Regions from separate parts of the Anas platyrhynchos genome. Here region 1 is linked to region 2. Evidence: chromatin contacts called from public Hi-C data. All regions are on one chromosome and are shown on one strand. The core of a region is the stretch at or near the end of the contact, and the rest is flanking DNA. Distances in the headings are between cores, read along the strand shown.

Region 1 (6,007 bases), core at 2,926-5,425, 150 kb before region 2:
ATGCTCTCTGAAATTATCCTAAACTCAGGATTTCCTTGATAATTTAAGATCATGCCTTTAAGAACAAGAATAGAAATTGCAAGCCCTCCTGAGCAAGATCCGCAGCACGGCTCAAGGGCAGATCCTGATTAGCCAGGTATGAATAGTGCAGAGACTTCCCGAAACCAACTCTATCGGCAGCTTCCTTTAAGATCTGCCTTATCAGATTTGAAGGCCCATCAATATGCATCCATGGGTTTGTTGTTGTCATTCAGGCTATTGTAGAATCAGCTTGATTGAATCATAATTGCAAAACCCTCCCTGGAAGAGTTGCAAATCACTTAAGAGAAAAAAAAAAAAAGAAAAAAAAAAACACAAAACCACACACTGACCCACAAGTTCAGCCAGAAGAAGCATAGATGCTGCCCTCAGTACTAGTTAACCTGACTGCTGTCTGGTTACCACACTACCTGAAGCAAACCAGTTACAGCTTTCGCTCAAGTAGCAAATTCTCAGCTCTTTTAAGTTGAAAAACCAAGACACAAGTCACTAGGTTGTCCATAACATGTGCAAACTAATGACACTCGGAACATTGCAAGCTAAGATCAATGCTGGATTTTACTATTTTTACTGTCAAATCTGTCCTTATTCCCCTAGACAGATACTGTTCCTATATTCCTAAAAAGGAATAAATACTTTATCTGAACAAAGATGACAAAAAAAGGGGGGCTTTTTGGTACCAAATTGCTCTGTTGCTTCCTTGTTTCACATGGGAGACTCAGCCTAGGACTGTATGAAATGTATTATGAGATTTCTGCCCATGGTTTTCTTGAACCAAACCATGCTTCAGTTTCATCTGGATTTCATGTGGACTTGTAAGCTGCACTTACTATTTTATTTAATGTTTTGTAGCTACCAGGAGGAGTCTGTTGCAATGTTTTTTCACCCTACAGTCACTTCCATAGAGCAGTATACATGTATGCAACTAAAACACCAATTATTTTGCCAGAAGGCTGCAATTCACCATTTGACAGTCTGTTCATGTATCAAAAAAAGATGGACAACATGGAATTTTGCTCTGCCAAGCTGTCAGCTTCTTTTTTTAACAACTATTAAGTCAAAGTTATGTCAGATGCTAATAGCCATAGAGATTAAGCCACTTTATAGCTAAAGATGTAGCTGTGGCTCTCATGTTATAAAACATCCATACCGGTGCAAATGTACCTGAGGAGCAGCAACCTTGACCTATGGCTTTACATTTTTTTGGCCATGAAAAGGATGGATCTAGTCCAAGTCAGAGTCTCAAGTCTGGAAATCTCATTTGACTTGCATAACAGAAACCAAAGCAAGGCAGATGATGTTTGTCCTCAGGTACTGAAAACGTGTTAAGGGCCTGCTGTGTCCTGAACATCCCATATGTTGTCTACACAAGCTCCATCGCTGCGGTGGGACCTAACACCTTGTGTGAGCCCATGTGCAGGTAAGGCCAAACAAATCTTTTGAATCACTCCGGATTTCCAGTTAAACAGCAACGAAGCTGCAAACAGCTGAAGAATTTTGCTGTGTCTCCAAAGGACAACATGTGTTCTTCTTCCTCTTGATTCTTTTACTCCTCCTTAGAAATCCCTCTTTGCTCTTCATCTTCAAGAATCACAGCCCTTCCCAGCCAAAACTTGACCAGAAAGTTGACTGAGAGATGTAGGACCCAGCTGCACCTCCAGGCTGTCCTCCATGTGCTATGGACCTGCTCCTCTAAGCCCTAAAATCAGTTTTGGTATTAGATCTGAGCTGCTCAGGGTTTGACAAGCTTGAGTTTCACCCTGCTATTGGGTCTGAGTTTTCACTCACTTCACACTGAGTTGACCCAAAGGGCAGGTGTTCTGTCACCAACCCACTTTCCTCTTTTTCAGCTCCACAGTGAATTGCTAGTGAACCTGCACCAAGCTCCTAGTAACAAGAGATCAAATGCATATGGACTATTTCAGCATGACCTCAGAGGGAGGGTACTTTGTTAACATAGTCTTGGGCCACAGCTGCATTTGGTGTGCAATTGCAGTGTTCTTGTGTAGCTGCACTCTCTGTGACCAGGCTCTGACCTGGTAATGGCACCCTATCCCTCAAAATACCTTTCCCTGGGAGGCGTTTGCCAGGGTTAACTCCTGGACTTTCTGCTTTTTGATACATGCTAAACCCACCTCTTCTGCATGTGGCTCCTTCAAGACTAACCCACAGACTCAGAGGATGTAGTAGAGCTTAGAAGCCCTCCTGGGGCAAAAGGTGGGATTTGGAACAATGTGAAGATGCCAATATTGGGGTGGGTATTTTTTTTTTCTCTTTGATATCCAGAATAGCCTTTCACAACCAGCTGACATTCCTGCTCAGGATCTGGGTACCTCTTGTATTCATGGGGCACGAGGACTTGCACCTTGAACTGGGCTGATATTACTGAAGACCAAGAGCTGAAGCCACATTACATTTGAAGGCAGGTGGAGATAGGGGCAAGTCTGATACACACCATTGTAAGGCTGTTTGCTGATTTCAAGCACAGTTGTATCTATACAGACTGCTCAAACCATGGAAACTTGTGTGCAAGGGGAACTGGCTCAAAACCAAGTTTTGTCTCTACAGGCAGCCAGTCTAGACACAGCTGGCTTCAGTCTCTTGGCTCTAGAAATTTGAGCCTAGCTAGAAAAGGCTGCTTAAGACATAACTTAAAATGACCTACAAGCCTAAATTTCATACTTGCAAGTAAACTAAGGCATAACCCAGTTCTGAACAGCATTTAAGCACCCAAATCCATAGAAATAAATGTCTTATGGAAAAAAAATCCCCGAGAGCAGGAAACCTCAACCCACTTGGGAGCATGAGTACAAAATGATCTGGTGTTATTGAAAGGCTATGGAATTTGGTCATTAACATATCTAAATCACTTCTAAAAATGAATGTATGTCCTTGTTTGAATTTTTAGCCCTGTGATTTGAGATGCATGTGAGTAGGTGATTTGAGAAATCTACCCCAAATCTTGCTTGAGAGGACAGTCCTTGGCCTTGTAATGATGCCCAAGTAATGATACCCATCCACACTGAGGTTCATTCACGGAGCTGACCATCCTCTCAACTCCCAATCCTTCCCTGTCACAAACACAAATAAAATCACTGCCTTTATCTCATTTTACAGAACACATTCACGTTTTCCCATCGTGCTGGGAGAAAGCCTGCTTTTGAGAGTGGTTCTTGTTCTCTGATGATTTTCACCTTAAGCTCCTGGAATTAAAGTGGGAGAAGAGGCACCCACATAAAAATTACGCCACTTGTCCCACTAGGGAACCCAGTGATGACTGCAAGGCAATGTAATATGTCCATGTCCAGACTGAAAGCACAGGTGCTGTTTCCCCATCCCCACCCAATCTGTTCTGCTCTTTTCCCTCTCAGAGCATGATCCAGCCTGCCTTACTTCCTTTTTCTCTTTCTCTGTCCCCTTTCTCTCTCGTTCCTTGTATAATTTTATTTAACTCACTTTTACATGCTGGGGAATTGACACAGACAAAGGATGATTAGTGTCTGGACAGGGTGATGGGTGCAGGGATAATGCTCACACCTCAGCATCCTACAATAATAGAAAATGCCTCTGTCAGTCTCAATCCCTCTGAGACAGCCACCGCTGAGATACCTTCTGACAATGCTGCTCCAGTCTTATTAGCGTTCAGTTATCTGTGATCGTTTTGAAAAGCAAGAGCATTATGCTGAGCTCTTTGTTACTACTAAGCTTCAAAAGGGGTGGGGGAAGGCAAATACGAGCAGAGCTCTGCAGCCCAGGAATGACAGGCAGGTTGCCCCTTGGTGAAGCTGCTGCTTTTTAAAAGCTTTGCAAGGCAAAAAATAAATTCAGATATAAAAAGAAAGCAATTAAAACTAGAACTTCTAGATAACCCCTCTAATTGTCTTGAGCCTCTCCTGGGGTCACAACAAACCGCGCACAATCAATCTTTTGTCGTGCTTGTTTTCTGGTTTGTCTCCTGCTCATCACCCGTAAACACAGGGAAGAGGAGGAGGGCTTTGTGATAAAAGCCAGGGGTGCACGGGGAGGCTGTATTTCTGAAGCTCCTAATTTATTTCTGTTGCTGCAGCACAAGACGGCCCTGATCTCAGCTGGGATATCTGACACACGAGATACCAGACTGCCAAACAGGCAGAAGAAAGGCAGCAGCATTATCCGGGTTTTACATGTGGGGATCTGAGCACAGAAAAAAGCAAGCAAGTTGCCCAAGGTCAGAGAGGGAGCCTGAGTCAGAGTTTGCTTTGCTGAGGCCCAGAGCTTGGCAAAAAGACCCGTGCTGCAGACTGGCTGCACGACCTTGTTGCAGGCCTCTCCAGAAGTGGCTCTGAGCCCACCTGCAACAGGAGCACGATGGCTCTTCACTGCCCTGCATGGGGGTATCCCAAGCCTGGTGTTTGCCTAGCGTGAGTTTCTGTAGGAGAGAAAAAATATAGAGGAAAATTATTTAAAAATGAGAAGAACGCAAATTCTGAACCAAATCCTAGAACGGACTAATGTGCTAATTACAACACTTGGACAAAATGGTAGCTGCTTTCTTGGTTCTCCTTGGAATTATTTCCAGGCCTGGGAGGGCAGTTATTTGATGGATCCCATTGACTCCCCTCCTCACTGCTGCAAGTTAGGAGGCACGGCCAGCTGAGGAGCATGTTGCCTTCCTCCGCAGTCACAGCCAAGGGTCCCCAGATGGCTCCAAGCCCTGCTTGCCCTAGATCGTGGACCTACATTTTTGCTCTTCCCTCAAGCACAATCTGCTAGGGAAGATGAAGGAATAACCTCAGCACAAATCTGGTGATTGCACACCTTCCACAAGCCCACTAGCAGCTTTTGCATCACCAGCAAATGTCTCCCAACTCTAATCTACAATATGAGAAAATTAAGCAGCAGCAGCTTCTTTTAGTTTATAGCTCATAAGAGGCTTCTTGCTACCTCTAATGGAAAAAAAAAAAAAAAAAAAAAAAAAGTAGGATTGCTCTCATTTTCCTGCCCTCCATCATCTTGTGCTCTTTCCACCTTGCTCAGCCACTTGAGAGTTGCTTAAAAAGGTAACTGCACTGCCTTCTAATTTGCCTGCCAGCATATTGTTTGCTTCAATCACACAGTATTAGACAAAAGCAAATCCAACTCTCAGACATCAAATCATGCAAACCTGCCCTATGAACCCACTTTTGCCTAACCCTGCAGAATTGCCTGGTATTTATTTCTCCCAGACCATAGCAAGGATCTTAGACCCATACAATTCCCCACCAGAGGTAAGTCCCTGGAGGGCAGGGGCTGCAGAGTAAATCACGCTATGACAAACGTCTCCCAGCCCCGAGCTCCACCTCCACAGTCACCCAGCATCTTGCAATCTATTCCAGAGGAAACGAGGACACCAAATACAGCGGGGAAGTGGAGCTTCCTTACGGGAAGACGAAGGCCATGGCAGAAAAACTTGTATTTGAAGCCAATGGAAAAAAGGTACAAAAATCAATGGTAGCACCCCTGGTGTTGCAGCACAGGATGAGTGGGAGGAGACAGATGGTTAGAAAGGTCCCACAGCTCATATCCAACTGCTTCCTCGACTGGATATGCATACCAAAATCCCCAGAGTTTACCAAAGGCTGAGCCTGCCTGCCAAGCACTTGCAAGATCAAAGAGTGCTGCCCTTCATGCCTATGCTTAAACTCCACCAAAAGGAGCGGGGCTTTGAAAAGCACTGTGTAAACTTAAGACCTACAAAACCAGGTTCACCTGGTTCATACTGCACATAACAATGTGTTTTCAGACATGCCTGAGTGATTTAACAGTATTTATTATTTAATATTACCCAGACCCAGCCACCTACCTAAGTTGGCTGCCTAGTTGTTTCGGACTCCCAGTAGTCAGCACACAGATGAGTCCTTCTAGAGGATGAAGCAGAACATAAAAATGCAACTTCTGTCCTGCCTGGAGCAGCTCTCTCTCCTGGTTACAGTTTGAGGTCAGCCCAGTT
Region 2 (5,547 bases), core at 2,408-4,907:
AATGCTTTCTCTCTCCAGGCACACATAGCGCCTGTCCCTTCTTTATACTTCCATATAAAACACGCATCTTTCATCCTGCTCACAACAAGTACACTACCAATTATACCAATCTCAAGGTTTTTTAACTCATTTCCCCAGCATTAGCTCAGCTGGCGTGCCCATCCCGTTTGTTTATGATGAATGTTTTACGACAATTACATATTCCCAGGTGCATTTAACCAGAAAAGCAGGAACAGAAAGAAGTAACAGACTTGAGACTGCCTGGGCTTGCATGGTGGCAGCAACAAATAAGTTTGCATGCTTCAAAGGCACTGATATAGCTGCTTCTGCACTTGGGGGACTCGTGACTAAAACTGGGTGGTAATGGGTTTTCCATTTCTACTCCACAGCAGATTTCTTCTTTTGGTTTGGTGCAGCTTTCGGCCAAAACGCCGTCATTTTTACCTGAGAAATCCAAGGCCGTGGCTTGCACAGCCCAGTTGTGAAGCTGGTGCAATTCTGTCTGGTGGAGGGCATTCACACCCACCCCATGCTGCTGTAGGCCACAGGACCAGGACATGAGGGGCAAGACCAACTTTTTTGGTTTTCTGTGATTCCCCTTTACCGCCTAATGTTCTCGGCACCCTCCCTGCTACTTCAGTAGCTCATCTGCTCCCTAACCTCTGGAGTACTTGAGGCAGAGATCACTGGATTAAATTCCATATTTTGGATTGTGCCATTGACTTCTTCATTTCTTCAAGAAGGGAAGTGACTTATTCTGACTTTAAAACCCCCATAACCCATGTTGTATTATCTAGCATTGCCAAGCACCAGCTTTGTCAAGGTCTTGAAAGAAAGAGTGAATAAAGGCGTAGACTGCTCTTCTCATGAGTCTGGCAACTATTCGTACTTCTGAGCTGCCAGGTAATATCATTTAAGTCATATTAGCCCTTTCTACCCTTGTTTGCCATAATTACTGAAGAGAAACTGATACAGCTGATGGTGACATGAGGCTGAATCTGCATCAGTCTGAAGTCCTGGCAGCCATGGCACTGGGTACCATGACCAACCACCCAACACTACCTGCACTGTGCATTGCTCCATAAAATCCAGGCAGTGTGGCCTGTATGGGTTTCAGCTTGGATTGTTCAGCAGAGAAGATTCTTGATTAAAAAAAAAAATAAAATAAAGATTAAGAGACAGGGTCTGAAGCTCTGTATCAGACAGAAATAATCTGCAAAGTACATGAAGATCTGACAGACTCCATTCAACTAGCAAAGTGGGAAACAGCTGTCTGTCACTGTCTCTTCCTTGAACACAAACACATTCAAAGTCAATCCAAATCTTTCTGTTTCATCAGCAGGTTTATCCAGTTACCTGCAGGATGCAGAACAAGTTTAAGTACCAACTAGTACAAGTCAATAATGGGTGCAGCTCTATTCCCTCTGCTTACTGTGTCTGACAAGCTGGTTGTCAGAGGAGAGAGAACCCCCCTCCCAGACACCATAGCTCTGGGATTCAGGTCTTCTCCTCCTAGATTTGCCATTTGCCTGCCCCCTTTTCTAAGCACAGCTCAGGGAGCTCTCAGTGAAGAATAAGGCTCTTTCTCCTAGACCCTTTGAGAGATTTCCTATTAGTCACTAGGATAATTAAAGGTTCCAGTTGCATTGCATTAGCACCTTTCATGTCATTAGAGTCCAGCTGCAGTGCGAGAATCACATATTTGCTGAGACTCCTGTGCCAGCCAGCATGCCGGGAGCAGAGTTTTACATTTCATCACTTTGTAAAAGAAATACAATTAAGCAGTGTTCCCTGATCATATTGCAGGGCAGGTTGCAAGAGGGGCTCTAAGCACCAATCACCGGAATGTCTGGCCAGGAGTCGTTCTCAAATGGTGCCTTGACAAGGTTTTATGAACACATTTTAATAAATCCATGGCCACCTAAGACTCCTTATTTGTCAGTATACTGCACACCAAAGCTGCTCAGGGCTTCACAGTGAAAATGCCAATTGCACTTGGGCACTTGCTTCACGCTGCACATGGTATCTCCACTTGGCTTACAGGAGAATCTTCACCCTTTATTAGTAGTGCAGGTGTTGTGCCACAGGGTTTGGGAGTTCTGAATTCACCCTCCAAAGGCTACTGGTACAGAGATTTACTTCATTATAACATTGTTAATTGACAGACTTGTGTGCCTGTCTAGTCAATAACAGCCTGTTAAAAATATGCATTAACCAGAGAGAATGAATCAGCTGCTAATAGCAGTCTCCCGATTGTCAGCTTCTATCTATCTTCGGTATTTGTCGGAACCTTGTCACTATTGTACTCCTGCGGCTCCAAGTCTCTAACATATTTATCCTCCAAACACCCCTCTGGGGCAGGGCGGTTGTTGCTCTCACCAGTTTACAGATGGGAAACTGTGATACTAAGAGGGAGAGTGATTTGCCCAAGGTCACACAAGAAATCTGTAGCAAAACAAGGAATAACACATCAGTCTAGCAAACCCAGGGGGATTAACCTACCCCCAGCCAGGACATCTTTCTTGTCTCCTTCCTCTTTCAAGTCAGCACAGCTATTGCAATTTATACCAGCAGAAATTCTTTGAGATTCTTTAAGAACGCAGAGTCTTCTATTTATGGGTGGATGAAGTATTAACTAAATACCCCCCTGCCACATTCCCAAAATGCTGACACCCCAAAGTCAAACTTTAAAACATGAAATATGCAAACTTCAAATCTTGTTTAAAATCAGTGTCTCCTTTACACCAAGTCCCAGCCCTCCTTCTTGTCTGTCTGCATTTCTGCTAATGACCAACATCTCTAGCTCCAGGTGTAGGCAAAGAATGGCCACCCTATGCTTCTGTTGGAGGTCTAGAAAGAGCAGCAGTGTTAGAAAGAGAAATGTGAACCTGTGATCTGGCTTAGAGTCTTGGCAATTACACGAGTCCTTTAGTTCATGTACCAAATATGTTTGCTTGTAATTCAATAAGCTGACATAGGATCTTAAGGGACATTAACTCATGTGTTACTGTGATTGATTATAATACTGCTGTTACATTAATGTTTCTTACGTGCTATGCAGTGAGCAAATGTAAGACAGACGTGATCCTTCATGTGAAAAGTTTGCCTTCCAAATAACATATGATAAAGGAGAAAGAGAAGACAGGGTAAGAGTGGGGCAGTTGATCTAAGAACATAGACATAAGGTAATTAATAATGGGCTGGAAACTTGCCCAGTTTGTGTGAGCCATGAATTCAGGCAAGGAAGCTAAGCAGTGCCAGTCACACTAGAGGGGAAAGATGGTGTAATCAGGTGAGAGAAAGCAGTGCCAAATGCACATTACTGCAGCATGGCTCCGCGTGTCTCGCTGCACCAGCTACAAAAATCAGCCATGCATGTGAAGCCTCGTGAACAGCCCTCTCCTACTGCTTGATGAAGCGGTGAGCGTAGCTCTGTTCCTGAGTATAAGCTGGAAACACAGATGAGAATTTTTAGTATGTGGAAAATCTAGAATTAAGATGGTAAAAACAGCAATTTCTTCAAATAAAAAGTTGTTTCATTTTCATATCTTCATTTTTTTCATACACATTTCCAACAAGAAGCGCACACACATGGTACTGCGTCAGGGGTACCTCCTATTTCTTCCTTCAGACAGCTTCAAACCCGTCTCTGTTTCTGTTCCAGGACCTCAGCTGGACACAAGGAGGCACTGTCAGAAGAAAAGCAGCATGGTTTCTGTTGGGCTGGGGGGAGACCCAAACCACCAGTTCCAGTTCCTCTGCCTGCCTTTCCTCCCTGTGATTTCTCTGGCTCTCCACAGCACCGGCAAGGCTGCTTCAGGAAGTCAACCCCCCCACTCCACTCTTCTGTGTCTTGCAGGCAGTTGTGGCTTCAGCTGCTGCAGAACGTGATGACTCTGCAGGTTTCTCCTTCCTGTCCTCAGAGTCTATCAACCTCTCCATCAAGAGGGGCCACTCAAGTCGGTGCAGATGCAGTAGCTACCAGCCAGCCGTGGCTACTGGCTGGCATCAGTCAGAGGAAAGAAGAAGTACACAGGAAGGCCTGCCCAGCTGTGCAATAGCCACAACAAGCCCTTCCTGGAAAAAAAAAAAAAAAAAAAAAAAAAAAAAAAAAAAAAAAACCACGAAGGATTTCAGCCTTTTGAGAAGCCCCAAGGATTTTCCTCCACCTTCCTACAGGTGGAGCGGTTGGGCAGACACTTGCCTGAACCCTCCTCGAGCCCTCCCAGCCCACTAACAGCAGGCTTTCTGTCCAAAACACTCATGTGCAATTAGGCAAAGCAAACTTCAAAGCCGTCTAGCCCACTGACCCAAGATGGGACAACCTAATTAAAAGAATTAGCTACAGTGTCAGCTTTTACCGGGACAGACCTTGCTGGAGGTAGAAAAAAGTCTGAACTGGGTTCTCAAAGCTGTAGGTTAGTCTCCTACCAAGGAGGAACTGAGATCAGGGCTTTGAGAACAGTATTAGTTGAATATCTGACATGTCCATTTTCAACTCACTAAGGTCTGGCATTGATCATTTCTAGTGCTCATAAGATGGTAAAATATCAAAGGAAAGCTCCTTGTGCAATGGATGAATGCCGTCATCGCAGGGAGGGTTCCCCAGGCAGCTGATCCTCAGGCTGTGAGCTAAGCAAGTAGCTCTGCCTATCTGCACCACTCCAAAACGGACACAGCAGCTAGGTCTGGAGGTGGCACAACCCTGTATCTGCCTGTACCTGAAACCAAAGCACGATACGCAAATGAAAGGTGGCTCAGAAACTGCAGACAGCACGGTACTGGTAAACAACAGTGAGTAAATTCCCTTTGTAAGAAGCTGGTAAACTGTATTTTCCAAATGAGAATTGGGTTAACCCCATTTATTTGCTTTGCCTCTTGTATGCCCTGCTGGCAATATTAATTATTAAAGAGGTGTAAGTCCATTCGGAAATAAAAGCCCTAACAATCCATAACAGTCCCATTAATTAACACCCTGAACTTCCTTTGCACTATGCAAGTACACGTTTAGTGCCAGGCACAAAGCCACTAAACCCAGGGAAAGTCTCCAGCATGTGGGCTACTCGAATGCTCACAGATATTGGTGAATTCACAACTTTTTGGTGAGATGGATCAGTATTGTTAACCCCATTTTACAGACAAGGATATTGAGGAAGAGAGAAGGGAAGTGACTCACTGAAAAAAAAACCACCCTGTATTAGAGACAGGAATAGGACTCAGATCTCGTGACTTCCATTCCTGAGCCTTAATCACGATTAGATCGAAGCTGTAGAGCTTCGCTTCGCAAGTTCTGCAGACTGTGAGGGAAGAGAGGAGAAACGAGAGGTGGGAAGGGTGCGGAGCTCCTTTGAGTCAAAACGAAATGCAAGTTTCCTGGAATGGAGCCACCACTAATTTCAATAAATTTACTTAGATCTTGAGCTTTGGGATGGCATGAGCAGCTGTGAGTCATCTTGGCCAGTCAAAGGAATAATTAATTGTTGTGGGCAAATCTCAAAAGGTTTAGGGGGTCAGGTAAGGTAAGCAGTTAAGCTTATCCTTGCCTGC

The links. A called contact is a pair of places that touch in the nucleus more often than the background predicts.
Region 1: a contact with region 2 is called in a Hi-C map of liver, with 2.2 times the contacts expected there. The contact joins two enhancer-like sites. A contact is called at or near these places in 2 of 8 Hi-C or Micro-C datasets (liver and skeletal muscle).

The regions. Positions count from the first base shown.
Region 1 is chr20:7,435,804-7,441,810 of IASCAAS_PekinDuck_T2T, reverse strand. It overlaps LOC101794290 (3 beta-hydroxysteroid dehydrogenase type 7), which reads left to right. Exons shown (of 6, transcript XM_013107521.5): 3 at 1,351-1,459; 4 at 5,394-5,493. Among named protein-coding and RNA genes, the nearest start is that of MYL10, 86 kb to the right of the region's middle. Within about 2 kb of position 4,175, at least 4 of the 8 cell types and tissues checked have an H3K27ac peak or open chromatin away from gene starts, as enhancers often do.
Region 2 is chr20:7,289,746-7,295,292 of IASCAAS_PekinDuck_T2T, reverse strand. The region is part of intron 1 of LOC139999134 (a long non-coding RNA gene); the gene reads right to left. LOC119713293 (a long non-coding RNA gene) reads left to right here. Exons shown (of 3, transcript XR_005260387.2): 3 at 3,665-4,134. Among named protein-coding and RNA genes, the nearest start is that of CUX1, 51 kb to the right of the region's middle. Within about 2 kb of position 3,657, at least 2 of the 8 cell types and tissues checked have an H3K27ac peak or open chromatin away from gene starts, as enhancers often do.